Linked DNA regions of Mus musculus: region 2 is linked to region 1. A link is a contact called in public HiCAR-type data. All regions are on one chromosome and are shown on one strand. The core of a region is the stretch at or near the end of the contact, and the rest is flanking DNA. Distances in the headings are between cores, read along the strand shown.

The links. HiCAR-type assays count read pairs that join an accessible place to other places.
Region 2: a HiCAR-type map of fibro-adipogenic progenitors shows a contact between it and region 1, with 4 times the contacts expected there. The contact joins two enhancer-like sites. A contact is called at or near these places in 2 of 115 datasets of contacts at active chromatin or transcription factors (bone marrow-derived macrophages and fibro-adipogenic progenitors).

Annotation. Positions count from the first base shown.
Region 1 is chr12:79,486,757-79,493,862 of GRCm38.p6, reverse strand. The region is part of intron 7 of Rad51b (RAD51 paralog B); the gene reads right to left. Among named protein-coding and RNA genes, the nearest start is that of Rad51b, 190 kb to the right of the region's middle. Within about 2 kb of position 4,817, at least 102 of the 459 cell types and tissues checked have an H3K27ac peak or open chromatin away from gene starts, as enhancers often do. A contact at or near this core is called in fibro-adipogenic progenitors, where this site is marked.
Region 2 is chr12:80,001,865-80,009,303 of GRCm38.p6, reverse strand. No RefSeq gene overlaps it. Among named protein-coding and RNA genes, the nearest start is that of Gm36834, 14 kb to the left of the region's middle. Within about 2 kb of position 3,578, at least 33 of the 459 cell types and tissues checked have an H3K27ac peak or open chromatin away from gene starts, as enhancers often do. A contact at or near this core is called in fibro-adipogenic progenitors, where this site is marked.

The sequences.
Region 1 (7,106 bases), core at 3,568-6,067:
GTTTATTTTTATCCAGGATGGAAACTTAGTCTTAAAACTCAATCTTGTCAACACAGCAAGAGGAGGCCCACTTCTCTTTCATGTTATGAAATACATCCATTACCACAGATGAATATAATAACAATGCCAATTCATTAACTTCCCAGGAGACGTCCAACTGCTATACAGCCAGGAATTCTTGAGTCACTCTGACTAGCATATATACTCCCCTGAGAGGCATCCTCTACGGATCTCCAAGCAAACAAGTTCCAGGAGCAGAGGGAAGAAGGAAAGACAAGGCTTCTCTTAAGGCTGCCTAGGAATGAGCATAGCCAACAACAGGAGCACACTTGGATGAAAACTGCTGGCCCACACCTTGATCTCAGTCTACACAGAGAACTTAGCCAGCACTGTCCCTGACTCCTGACCCGCAGAACTGTGAGCTGTGAATGAATGAATGTTGTTTTAGGCTGCTCAGTTTGTGACTACACTGCAACAGAAACAGACACGCCTATCAACTAAGTCAGTTGCTTTACTCCCCTGCCTGTTCTTCAACTTTCTATTATATAGATTTTCTTGAATTAAATCCATGAATAAAATTAACACAAATATCTTCATTTTAATTTAAACAAAATGTCCAGTGTTTATTTTTTTAAAAGCCATTCTTCCAGTTCCTCAAGTCATACTTCACCAACTGGACTCCATGTCATATAGGAAATTTTAAGATTTGTTTTTAATTTTGAATTATGGGTATGCATGCATGCCTGTATGGGGGTATGTGCATGTATATTTGGGTGTTTGAGGATCTCCTGGAGCTGGAGTTATAGGGGGGTATGAGCCACCCAATGTGGGAACTGGAAACCAAATTCAAGCTCTCTGTAAGTACAGTATAGACTTAGCTGTTGAGCAATCTCTCCAACCCCCCACCCCCTACACACACACACACGCACACACACACACACACACACACACACACACACGGACTTTTAAAAGTTGGAGATTCTTGGGCATCAGATGCTGGCAGCAGGGCCTACAGGTCTGTACACTGCAATCCCTTTCACTGACTCTCAGGTGCACTAGATAAAAGTTGCTCATGGCGAGGAGGCACGTGGATTATACTGCTGGAACTGAGTGCAATCTTTTCTAACTGACACACCCTCTCCCTGCCAATGTTTACCTGCTGTTTCCTTCCCAGTCACATCTGTCCTTTGGGATCATCCTCTTCAGGACAACTGTTGATAATGCCCTGTGGCTCAGCACTACTGACTTCTAAATAAACTAAATACAGCCATCACTTCCCACACTCGTGAGAAGATCCTATCTGTGATGTGTAGGTTTCCCCTTGTATGTGTCTTTCTCCCTCAAGAATAATGTGATATATTTAAATGGTTTTTAGCTATGTATTTATCCCTCTGAAGTCTTAACCCACAGAATTTTGACAGTTTCAAAAGCTAGTGTTTGCCTGGGAGTGAACATCTGTCTTCTCTCTACAAAGAAAGTCCTATGAGTCATACCAGAAAAGCCAGGATTGAGCTAGTTCTCAAGAGACCAACGGCGGGTTGTGTGACCTGATGCAAGTCACTTAAGACTTCAAGACTTCAGTTTCTTCACCGGTGAAACGAAAGTTCCAAAATGGTGGTCTCTAAGATCCACTGCCAAGAGATCTTTCTGTAGTTTTCCCCCAAAGCAGACCAGGGCCTTGAGACCACAGGAGAAAGGTTTAATGTAGCAGACAGTTCTGAGTACCTTGCTTCATCCCATCCAAGAGAAGACCTCATAACTAGGCAGTTATATTTGGGGTAAAAAAATATTTCAATGACAAACTACTTACTACATTTCAAAACAGAGAGTTACTAAAATCATCTTGAGAGGTTAAAATGCTTCATGTTGCTGAGAATAAGACAATTACTTGCTTGACAGTAATATATTTTTACAAAGTCATTTCCTTAAAGAACAGAGATAACGAACATCTCTAAGCCCTTCACAGGGAATCCTGCGCAGCTACCCTATTTGATGTGACTTACAAAAGATGCACTGGCTGGGGAGCTTTGGGGATCCAGTTGGTGTCTCCTTATGTTACCTTTTCTGAAGGTCTGTTTCTCTAGGGAAATGTTTAAGCGATACAAAAAGAAGTAATATTAAGCTCCTAAACAAAGGAAGCAGTATCAATTTGGGGAGGGACGGGGGTACAACTAATGCCAGACTCACATGCTAAGTCTGCAATATCATATTCAAGCAGTTCCAGCTGTTTGAAGCTGAAAATTCATTGGACCCCACCAACCCTTCCCAAACAGTAAAACCAACTTCTACTCTGAAGAAATTCTATAGGTTTTTCTAATTGTTCATAGATACATTTTATTCAGTAGATACTTATTGATCACCTCTCATACTCTCTAGGCGCTATGGTGGGAACTTGGGCATTAGGTGTGATGCCAAGACACAGGCTGCTTACATTTCTTAGGTGGAAAATGGTAGAACAGGCCACTTGACAGGCAGTTCTATCACTAGATATAATGGGAATTCAAAAAAAAAGTTTAATTGAATCAACTTTTAACCTTCTACAAGAAATGACAGACTACCAAATTTGGGTTTTAAAGTAAAAGGAAACAAACATAACTTTCCTGCCATGAAAGATAAATGTAATGAAGTGGAATACACTGGCATTCACAGCTCTCCAGAGATGTACATGGATATGTTACTATAAGATGCAATAGTTTCCTCAAACTGTTTTGCAGTACAGTTAACTGTGGAAAATGGGCTTTTGCCTTTCCAAATCCATATATACGCAAGATGAATAAAGTCCAGCATTCATCCAATAGAAACGTAATTCTGTGTGCCAGCACCACGCCTGGCCCTGGGAAACACAGGTGGAGAAGCATGGCTCTGTCCCCATGGAATTCAGAGTGTAATAGAAGAGACAGCTACATAAATGAATCATTCCACAGTATGTGGATGGCAATTGCTTTTAAGATCATATAATCGCAGCACTGAGGAGGCAATAGGCAGAGGGGAACCCAGGTAGGGTGGGCATGGGGTAGTACAACAGTTGGGATGTATAGCTGGGGCGGAGGGGGGGGCATGAGCCTAACAAAAGCCCTTCTCTAATTTCAAAAGTGAACGAGAAAGAGATGAAAGAACTGGAGTTCAAGGTCGACTGGGCTATGATATTACCACGCTCAGGAAAGGTCAATGTGTTTTGGGAAAGGCAAGCAGAGGATGACTACTCTTCTTATTAACAAGGGCACTGAGGAAGGCTTCATAAAAGAGGTGGGAGTTGAGGTGGCTCATCGGTTCATACTCTGGAAGGTTCTATTTACACAGCAGACATAAATTATTTCAGCTCTAAAGAGGTGATTTTAAACTGTCCTTAAATCACTTTAAAGTCTTCGCAGAGAAACTGCAATAAGCAAATATATTTTCTGTAGAAAGAACCCACCCAAACACCTTGACATTTTCATTCCACATACTTCACACATGGTATCTCTTATGTCTGGGAAAGTAGACTAGGAAATGGTTCAAATACCCAAGGGCCTCTAAGCATATATGCTGGAAAGTATACCTAATTTCCAAAAAAAAGGGTCGAATTGCAGAGTACGCCTTGATTGGAAAACAAGCTGCTCGCTTCTGGGGATGGAGCAGATGCTGGAGGTGAGGCATCCATCCAGGGAGTTCAGAGCACCTCCGCTGTCACAAGAGTCACTGCACAGCCTCTTCTTCAGCTCAGCAATCGAGACTGATGGAGGTGTCGCAACATAAAACCCTTCTCATTTGCCTAGAACTCTTCTGACTGCGACTCACAATAAAGCCTGTGATGATGTAGGCGGACAGAACACAGATTAGTCCATAAGGATAGCAAGACATTTGCAATTATCCAGAGTTCCCCTCCCCCCGCCACACAAAAGAGCAAAGTGATTACCCAGAAAAAGACAATAAATGACAACAACAACAAAAAAAGGCAGTAAATGCATTAGGAATTAAGGCTGGATAGAGCTTGATAGACAAGGAAAGGACTAAGGATGAATATGAATATTTATAGTCTAATGAACATATTTTTGTTGTTACTATAGGGAACAACAACATTAGCATAAAGAAACTACATGACTACAAAACACAGGTGTATATAATGCAGCCACCATTTATTCATAATTATTATGTCAAAGTCAGAAAATCCCTGGGAAAACATCTGAATTATTATGAGTTATTATGCTGCTGTGACTCCATTGTTAGTTTACAACTACTTTGAAAACTCTATTTTCATTTGCCCTCATGAGACCCCTGGGGCCTACTATATTTCTTACACCTTTTAAATGACTCTGAGAACGGGCTTCTTTAGAAGTAGAAGGATTCACTGTCCTTTTGCTTTGCCTTGCTGAGACAAGGCTTGGTTATGTTATCATGAACTCCTAGGCCCTCCTGCCTCAGCCATCTCAGCCTTAGGACCAAAGGCATAAGCCACCACGCATGTCTAGAAATGGAGTCCTAAGAACAACCTACCACTGAATTTCATGGCAGAATACATGATGTTTAATGTTAATTTACTTGTCACACAAAAAGGAATTTGCCTTCAAAAATCACATCCCTTAAATACACCTAGAAATTGGGCAATACCCCTTTCAGGAATATCTAGTCTACTTGGAAACCCGAAAGAGCTGAAGTTAAACTGCACAGATTATTCCTAAAAGCCCGGATATGAACATGTTAACCAAGCACTCCGCCTCTGCTCAGCTTGCCAACACGGTAACTTTACTCATGAAGCCCGGTTCCAAGAGCTATCAGATTCCATTCACATTATACAGGCCACTGTGAATCACACTGCCAGCTACTTAGAAACAACGGCCTGTGCTTTTTCCATTGCATCTGGTCTTCCAGCTCTCATGGAAACAAGTGCTGCCACGGCCCCTTGATGAGCCAGCAGAGCCCAGTCATCTGGCAGCAGCGACTGGCCTCTGGCATCTAAGAACACCAACCAGAGAAAATGAGGGGATTAAAAAGGAGAAGTAACAGAAGACAATCAATTTCTCACTCCCTGACGGCCTGCGATTCCAAGGGCCTGATGTAGAACTGACTTTGTTCTGAATGCTATGTACATGAATGAACAACACAGGCCTAGATTTAGACCGTTTTTCTCGTGTGCCTGGGATGAGGTTCAGCGATGTTCCCGCTGGCCCGAGTGCTTCTCAAAGCACACGATTCATTGATGTAATACGCTAAGGAGGATGCATTTCTCATCCCAATATGACATTGTGTGGGAAAATTTAGCTTTGTCACCTGTTTTCCATGAGAGCTTGAGAAAGTTGCATAATCTCTTTCAACTGTACATCCATCTCATCTTTGAAATGAGAATAAGACAACCTGACTTTCCCCTTTAGTATTACAGAATTTCAAGGGCTATTCATCATTAAAAAAGAACATCAGCAAGAACAAAAAAGAAAAGAGAAAAGAAAAAGAAAAAAAAACTTGCAAACTCAGTGTACACCAAGAAGCTAGTCTACTCTTCCAACTTAGGAAAAATAACCTCTATGGCCTCAGAGAACAAAGCCGTCAGCATCTAAGTGCGAAACTGTCTTGTACACAGAGGCCTTCGTGTCTCATTAGAAATCAGAAGGTACCGCATCGCAGCAATCTGCTGTTGAAAAAAAGGGGGTTCCTAACACTCGTGCTCTGCCGTCAGGAATGCAGAGGCTTGACTTACTGTGATGACCCTGTTTCCTCAGTTGCCTCACGGAGCATCGGGAAGAACGGGAAAAACAAGGCTGAACCTACATCAGGCAGGATTTCTGGCTCCATTGAGACATTTCCAAAATGAAGGCACCACTTTTCATGTATACTTATTATAAGATGCACTTCCACTAAAAATTACACTTCTTCTAAATTGAGAAAAGGACTTCCACCTTTCAAACGTCTACTTGTGCCAGATAATATAACTATCATGGTACAGGTCCCCAGCCCACGGCCTACTAATCATGGAACCCAGGGAGTTAATGCATTGTTATGAGATACTCAGAACCTGCAGGAACACTGAGTCAGATCACAACAGGGCCAGCAGAGCTGGCTGTCCAAGAAGTGTAAATGAAACCCCACGCTGTTTCATGTGCGTAAAGGTCTTTTCAGTAAAACCTTTCAAATGCCACCAGGAGTTGATTATAATCCCACTTTTCAAAAGGTTAAATTGCTTACACGGATGTGGTTAATTTTCTTTTAGGGGAACAGGCAGTGTCTGGACATGCGATAAACTATGAGGAGACTGGCAGTGCAGAGGAGCCTCTGTTGTCATGTGTTTCCAGATATCATTTCTCAATGCTGGAATAATCTTTTAAGAAACAGAAGCGATCTATTTAAAAAAAAAAAAGTGCAACTTAGGCTGGCATGTTGGTGTTTTGCTTTTGGTGTGCTTTATTTACAAGGCACCTTGGATTTTGTTTCATTACTAATGTAAAAAGCCTATGTTCTTTTAATAAAATTTTCTGCACTATTCTATGATACAGACCAATTTATTTGGTCAATCCCATGTTGATGGTCTCCGCCCCTCCCCCAGTTCCTCTGCTATCCTACGAAATGGTATAATACTTATACTAATACCAGGAATATTATTTAAATGAGAGTAAAATGGAAAAAAAAACTCCTTAAGGTAGATTATTTAGTGAAAGGATACATACTTTTAAAGTTAATAAAATGTCCACAAAATATAAAACAATTTAGCATTCTATCAATAGTGTGGTACTAAACTTAAGCCAACTCAGACCTGAACAAAATTTAAGGATCTTCAATAATGTAATCAATGAATATTTATTTATTATCAAATGATATTTGAATTTTTAGCTCTATGAAAGAAGGTAGCATGTTTTTCAAAAGTTTAAAATACATTTGTTTTTATTTTTCTGTGATTTATCTCTAGTTTTTAACCAAGTTTTGGTCTAAGTTTGGTCATCATTTTTTTGCTTATTTGGAGATGTTCTTTATGCACTAGAAAAAGAAGTCCATGGTCTGTGATATTTTTTCCAGATTTTCATTTGCCATTTGACTCAGCTTATAATGGATTTTCTAGCTATACATTAATCTCCTTAAGCATTTGATTATATTGCATTTTATGGTGTGTAAGTTTTATATGTTGAAAAGCCTTTCTCACA
Region 2 (7,439 bases), core at 2,329-4,828, 520 kb before region 1:
CAATAGGTCCGTCACTCCTTGGCTCATTGGCAACTGCAGTGATTCCATACACAAAGCTTAGTAAAAGCATCCCACTTACATCAGCTAACTCCCCATCTGGGTGCCTCTGGTTCTACGCCCTATGTCCTGTAAATCCTGTGTCCTTTACTCTTGGTCATGGTCTCAGTCTTGGTGTCGCTACACACAGGATTCACAGGACATAGGGCATAGAACCAACAAGGAGCAATGAACAGGGAACATGAAGAGAACTGCCTAATTTTCCTTCCATGAAGACAACTTGGGAAGTGATGGAAGAAGTATGGTAGTCTCACATTAAAGAGGACAGGGAAGGTGCTGTGTTTTAAATGTTCAGTGCCTCCCACAGCTGTACATGATCGAACACTTGGTTCCCAGATAGTCACACTGTTTGGGGTCTTGCTGGCAGACAGAGGGCTGTAGGGGCAGGGCTTAAGGGTCCTCCGCTGGCTCTGACACTGCCTTCAGCTCTCTGCTTCCTGATTGATCCCATCAGCTGCCCCACGATGCCAATTCTCCAGCCATGGTTTCCCAGCCGTGGCGGACTCTACAATTATACACCAGGAGCTAAGGTAAACCCTTCCTCCCTTAGGTTGTTTCTGTCAGTTATTCTGTCACAGCATGAGAAGAGCAGCCAATTCAGTAGGGGAAGCAGCGCAGACAGACAGACAGTTCAGACTCCAGACTGGGCCCCACCACTCGAATTAATGGAACAGTCCAGGCTGACTGTCCAGAGGTGGTTTCCCCAGGAGAAGCCCAGGTTAGGGTCAAAAATGTCCCCATTCTGCTTGATATTTTAAATGCTGCCATGCTCAAGATGGTGCTCTATGTGATGGCCTGAAATAGGAGCTGAAAGACAAGGTGTGAGGTTCCAAAAATCTCTTTCTAGTTTTAATCACAGTTTCCTCAGCTGTACCACAAGAAAGAACATCTCTACTGGGCCACTCTCAAGGCCAAATGAGGGGGAAACATCTCACAGGTTTCTGTTATTCTTCTTTGAGTCTCTGTGCTTGCAAAGGTCTCTCACTTCAACAGTTACCCCCACCCCCACCCCGCTGCCATCTCCCCAGTCTAGTATGGCCCCATGAGAAGAACACACCACTTCTGAGGATAAGGCTGCCCTCCTGCTGGCCCTGCCTGCATGTAGAGACACAATCCCTGGATACTGGGCCAACAGGCTTGTCACAGTCAGTATCTCAGGTGCAGAGCGCATGAATGGATGCCTGCAGAGAGCTTCACTTGAAAGCCATCAGAGCGAGACAGAGGCACCTTCCCTTGCTGCATTCTTCAGCAGGGGGGGCTCAACATTCGTGTCTCCTCAGAAGGCCCGTGCGAGTACAGACATGCATACCTTCCTGCACGCTGACACTGCCTTGGCAGTGTGCAAGTTGTGCAAATTCCACTCTGGATCTCTCAAACCCAGCAGCAAAGCAAAAGTCATACATAGGTACTCTGAAACCTCTGCCTACTGAGACATCGTTTCAAGGTTCTTGCGCATAGTTTTAAATTCTCCGGTTCCTCTACGACTCAGCCTGCTTTCCCAAACCCAATGCAGTTGTCTGCCTTGGTCCAGCTTCAGAGTCCTTGGGCCACCAACTGTGAGGGCGGAGAGTCAGAGATTACTAGGATGCAGGGGGTGGGGGTTTGGCTTCCATCTGATGGCTATATAGTCCCAGAAGAATCGCTTTAACCTCCCTGTGACTGGGTTTTCTCACTGTAAAATGATGTTCATGGTGGCACCTACCACATAAGTTATTCCATACATACTATGAGCTTGTGCATTTGAGTTGGAATTTAGCACTGTATATGAAAAGTGCTTACCCAGTGCTTGGAACACTATGAAAAAGCATACGTGATACACAATAGTGATGCTAATTAGCACTATTATCAGACATCACCACATTATACTAATGATCCTATTATTACTACTACTACTACTACTACTTTCTTACCACAAACCTGGGGGTTTGTTACTAGCATCAGCCCTCATGGGAGCAAGGTATGGAAGTGAGGGTGTGTGAGGCAGGTGGATTAGAGAATGCAGACGTGCAGGAGGCAAGGAGATAAAAGATGAATGGACAGTGCTTGTGTTAACTCTCAGAAACTTGCTAGACCAACAGATTGGGCCAGTGTCAGGGATTTTTTTTCATTGCTGGGCTCTCTCAGAATCTACTTAGCCTCGTTTTCTATAACCTGTGCACCACAGTCGTATAGAAATTAAACTCTTTTGGTTTTGAGATCACTGGTGATGGAGCTTCTACATCTTTGAATTAACCCAACTGAGTTGGACCGAACCAGCCTTAGAAAACTGGTTAGTGACTGTGGTCCGAGTCCTAACTCCAGACCAGGTCTTTTCTTACCACTTCTATTGACAAGCCGAGCCTATAAGGAATCAGAAACAACTAGAGACTCAAGTTAGCTGTCTCACACCTATGTACCTAGACATCTAGTCCCTCCCTTCAGTCACTTCTGACCCATCCCATGGTACTATTATAGTTTGACTGTAAAGCATCTCCCAAAGGCTTGACTGAAGGTTAGTCCCCAATGCAATGTCCAGAAATGGGCTTTGGGGAAGGAGCTGCATAATGAGGGTTTTGTATGGGCCAACCTATAGTTGGAGTTATGATTTCATGGTAGTATTGGGACACATTACAGACTAGGAGGTGGTGCCTGCTTGGAAGAAGTTTGTGAGACACTCAGAGCCATCCTTCGAAGAAACTAGAAGACAACACTGATGACTTCTTCCATTTCCTGGGAAATTTGTAGTGAGATATCTAAGAATATGCTTAAATGCAAGTATACATGCAAATAACTATATATGTGATATGTATATATAGCATATCTTATGATAAATAACTGTATATATGATATATAATATAACACGATATCATCACACACTAAAACAGAAGTGGCTATGGAAAGAGAAATACCAGAAGGAAGGTTTTCTGTTTGTGATTTTGTGTATCCTCCAAAGTTTTTACACTGAGTATTTATTGTGTGTGTTGTGTGTGTGTGTGTAGTGTGTTGTGTATGTATTTCACTCTGTATACTCCCTTTGATTAGAAAAGTTCTAGTTCAGCTCCTTATTTTTGTTTGATTTCTTGGTACAGAGGAGCTATATTTGCTTTCCTCACCATGAAAATAGGCCCAACATCCCCCCGAATTGATAGCTAAAAGATTGCCCTTAGTCACTACAGGAATTGATGCACGTTTAAGCTTGACCAGGTCTGGCTAGTATACAGCGCTGGTCAGCATGGTTGGGTGAACTGTGGATAAATATTTAGAGTTGCTTACAAACAGTGAGGAAAAAAAAAAAAAAAACCCAAACCCTAAACCAACCAACCAAACAAACAAAAAACCCAGCCTGCCCTGTAGAGAATGTTCTGGCCGTGGTTTGTAGCTGCGGCCTGTCTGAGATCGCATGGGAGACACTGTTCACAGTGCGAAGCCAGAGACTCCATGGCCAGGACGCTCTTAGATGGGGTTTGCACGGCTGTGTCCTGGCTGTCAGGCCCCACAGGAGATGAGCCTGATGATCTCATGGTTATTTTCCATCCCTTATGATCTATGGGACTTCCCTGATGCTTGTGTAGCTGTTTGTAATTTGTTCTTTGGCTAGTCCTTTTTACACGGCTCTGAAGGAAAACAGTGATTTCCGCATTTTTTTGGGTCATAAATGGCAGAGGATTTGGTCCCTCTCCTCGTAGATTTGCCTTGGGTTCTATTATCTGTCATGAAAGAAAGAGGCTTATGGAAAAAGGAAGTTCGTTTGACAAAGATTTATCTATTTTTATTTTTATGTGTATAGGTGCTTTACCTGCACGAATGTGTACCATGTACATGCAGTACTGACAGAGGCCAAAAGAGGGCGTTAGATTCCCCGGAACTGGAGTTACATATGGTTGTGAGCTGCCATGTGGGAGCTGGAAATTGCACTTGAGTCCTCTGTGCTTTTAACTACCCAGCCATCTCTCCAGAACCCCCCAAATAAAAGTCTTTATCAGGTGAACCTGGATTCTCTAGAACTTCTTGTCTAAGATGTGTTCATCTACCAATAAGGACTGTCCAGTGCCAATCCTAGCCCTGTGTCCCTGCGGGTCTCAGAAGACAGAATAGCTTCTGTCTCTGCCTAGAATTGTGAAAATTTCTGAAGAAGGTTTTGACGTAACGGCAAATGCCGTTTTTGAGGCAATAGAATCTTTCCACTCATTACAAACCACCCTTCTACAAAGCAGATTTTTAAATCCTTCCCTAGTATGAGTAAGGACTGAGAAACAACAGATGATTTCTGCTTTCATCCAAATTACATGGAAAGTTCCAGGGGCTCCAGGAGGGAAGGACAGGGAGGAGAACAAAAACAGAACATCGGGGTCTCAGGATGTCCAGCTCCAGTCCCAGCCTCTGGGACTCACCACTTCTGACATGTCATCGAGCCTATAAATACCGTTCTCATCACCTGCAGCTGCAAAGCTAACGTCGCTTAGCTTGCCTGGATCTGCATTTATGGTCTTGCTTGATTGCAGAGCACACAGTTCACCCAGCCACCTCCCTCCTTGGGTCTCTGTGGGATTCTAGGGCTATCAGGGGATTGCCTAGAATGGAAAACCCATTAAACTACTGCCCCCAAGAAGGAACTGCCCGGTCCCAGGCTCACAGCTTCATTTAACTTTTCCATAGTTCCTCATGACTCTGTATCCATTTGTTCCCTCAAAATCCATTTTGGATAATCAGTCAACTACGTAAGCACTGTCCAAGGTCTGACAGTGTTCAGAGCACTGTGGAGATGTCCCTGGGGCATACAAAAATACTTTAAGACAGGGTTGGAGATACAGAGACTCATTAGAAAGGCAAGGCCCTGTGCATCTGCATCAGAGGACAGATAGGGGTAGCCACTGATGTGGAAACAAAGTGTAGGGAGGAAGTAGCCAGGATGTGAGGCGGAGGGAAGAGGCAATGTATCTCCAGGCCTCTGGAAGGTTTGTTAGGGAGCGGGATGAGATGCCAGAGAGGACAGAGTTGGAAACTGGAAGATGGGTGACAGCAACAAAGTAGGCAGGGATAGTAGTCCCCCAGGTGTGTAAGCCTGTGAATGTGAATTCAGGTGGGCAGAAGAGAGGAGTAGCACACAGACTGGAGAGGTGAGACAACCATGCTATGGGAAGCTTTACATTTTTAAGGTCCTGTGTACAATCTCCTGCCCTTCCTTCCTTTTGCAAGAACTAGTTGTTTTATGTTTGTCATTGCATCTTTGCCCCATGTGCTGTTTTCTAGAATAAGACTGTGTTATGAGCATCTGACATTTGCTTCGGGAATCTTCCTTTTGTCTCCCTCCCTCCTCACAATGGCTCACCAAGTGTGGAAGTCTCCAAGGGTCCTTTGCCATCTCAGCGTGGGTGACTTGCCAGGTACCATGGGTGCCTCGTAGACAAGACAAGCTGGCTTTCTCTTGGCAGGGAGTTTCATTTTGCCAATGGAACCAGACTTGGAAGAAACCAGATCGAGTGTCTGAACTATGTCCCCATAGACTGCCATCTTGGGAGGGCCAGGGGCAGACGCCAGGAGCTGGCCAGCGTCAGGGTACAATCTGGTAGCCACAGAAGAGCTCTCATCCTTGGAGAGTCTGAGTGCGTACTGACACCTGTTTGGCTTGGCTGGTCCTGGCTGGTCGCGTTTCCAACAGAGATGAGCAGGAGATGGATGAGTGGCTGAGAGCCGGCAGTGGTGGGAAAGAAAAAAAAAATCAGTTCAGGGGTAGACATCCACGAGGCAAACCCTAGTTAGACTGGTTCGCTGGACGACGTGAACCAAGCTTTCTCGTAATCATTTGAAGCACGCCGATGGAAGACAAGGGTGGGATGAAACTTCACGGAGCTGTTTATTTTTTGCATAAAAGGAAGATTAAAAAGAGCAAATGGCTAGAAGGGCAATGGACAGGGTTTAGTGGATAAGAAGAAAATCCATTGCTGGGAATTATGTGGGCCTGGAGGTTTGTGGTCCGGGGGTTGGTGTATGTGGGGGAGCTATGGTAGTAGTTCTTGGGCCCTTTCTCTGTCTGGGCTCTTGGCTTACTGCTGCGAACATGGCTTCTGGAGACCAAGAGGCTTTGTGGCAGAGGTACGCCATAAAGACTTACTCCCACCAAGGTAGCTGCAGCAGGGGGGCTTGCCACGCCTCCCCGCCTGCCTTACAACCATGACTTTTTTACTCAGAGACTGTCCATCTGTCCAGCCACTCCGCCAAGCCCAGAAGCCCCATGCTGGCTTCCTTTGGAAGAGCCCCAGCTCCCAGGGTGACCTCGGTAACAGCCGGGTACACGGACGACTTCAATCCCAAACTTCCCGTTACCAGGAAGAGCTTGGCCCAGGCTGTGAAAGTTACAATAACACAGTGGCTGTTTCTGAGCAGGAGCCTTCTGTGAAGTCATCGGGATAGTTCTCTCAGCAGCGTGTCTAATTTTCCCTGGCTGCCTTTCTGGGAGCCGGGCACCCAACCCAATTTAGTCCCTCCACTTTGGCTCATTCCTAGACTTCCATGCCATAAATCTGAGCCCCCCTCAGTGCCTGATCCCACCAGCAGGCAGACAATTCAGAATTAGCCATCGTCATGGTTGTCTAAACTGACAGGCAGGGAAACTGAGGCACAGCAGGCTACAGGGCCCTGTCCCACCTCCCACAGTGACCCAGCAGCACGGGTTGCCAGCAAGGCCCAGGATTCTGGCTGGAACTTTAACTATGGAACTCTTATGGAGGGCTAGGGGCCATGTGAATGGTTTCAAAGCTTTTACTGGGCCTCATTTGGCTCCAGATCCCAGAACTGTGTGCAATTGGATTTTGATGGGAATGCTGTGGAGTAGGAAGTGTGTTTGTGTGTGTGTGTGTGTGTGTGTGTGTGTGTGTGTGTGTGTGTGTGTGTGTGTGAGAGAGAGAGAGAGAGAGAGAGAGAGAGAGAGAGAGAGAGAGAGAGAGAGAGTGGTGGGCTTGATGGTGCTGTTTGGAATCCTTTTATGCTTTCTTGCCTGGAACTTGACAAGCCTCAGAGTAGAGGAAAAAACCAGAAAACTCAAAAGCAATGGGGGTGAGAGAAGAATCCTCCCAAAGCCAGGGTGCAGGCTGTGGGCAAATGCCTTTCTTTCTTCACCCAGAACCCCTGCCCTCAGGCACAGTAGGCTAGCTGGCTGGGCTGGTTTGGCCAGTCCAAGCCAAGGTTGGACTTTTGATTGCAAACACTCTCTCTTGCAGCCCCAGGCCTCCTGGGCGTGGCCTAGTGCTCTGGAGAGGGGGTGTGGGGGAAGCAAGTGGGGCCTTTGGGTTTCAGACAATTTCTAGGAGTCTCAGGGGACCTACATATTTCCTATGTAAAGTCCAGTCTGTTTGAAATTAGACTTCTCTTTTTTTGCTTATTTCCGGAGAGATTAAAAATAGAGA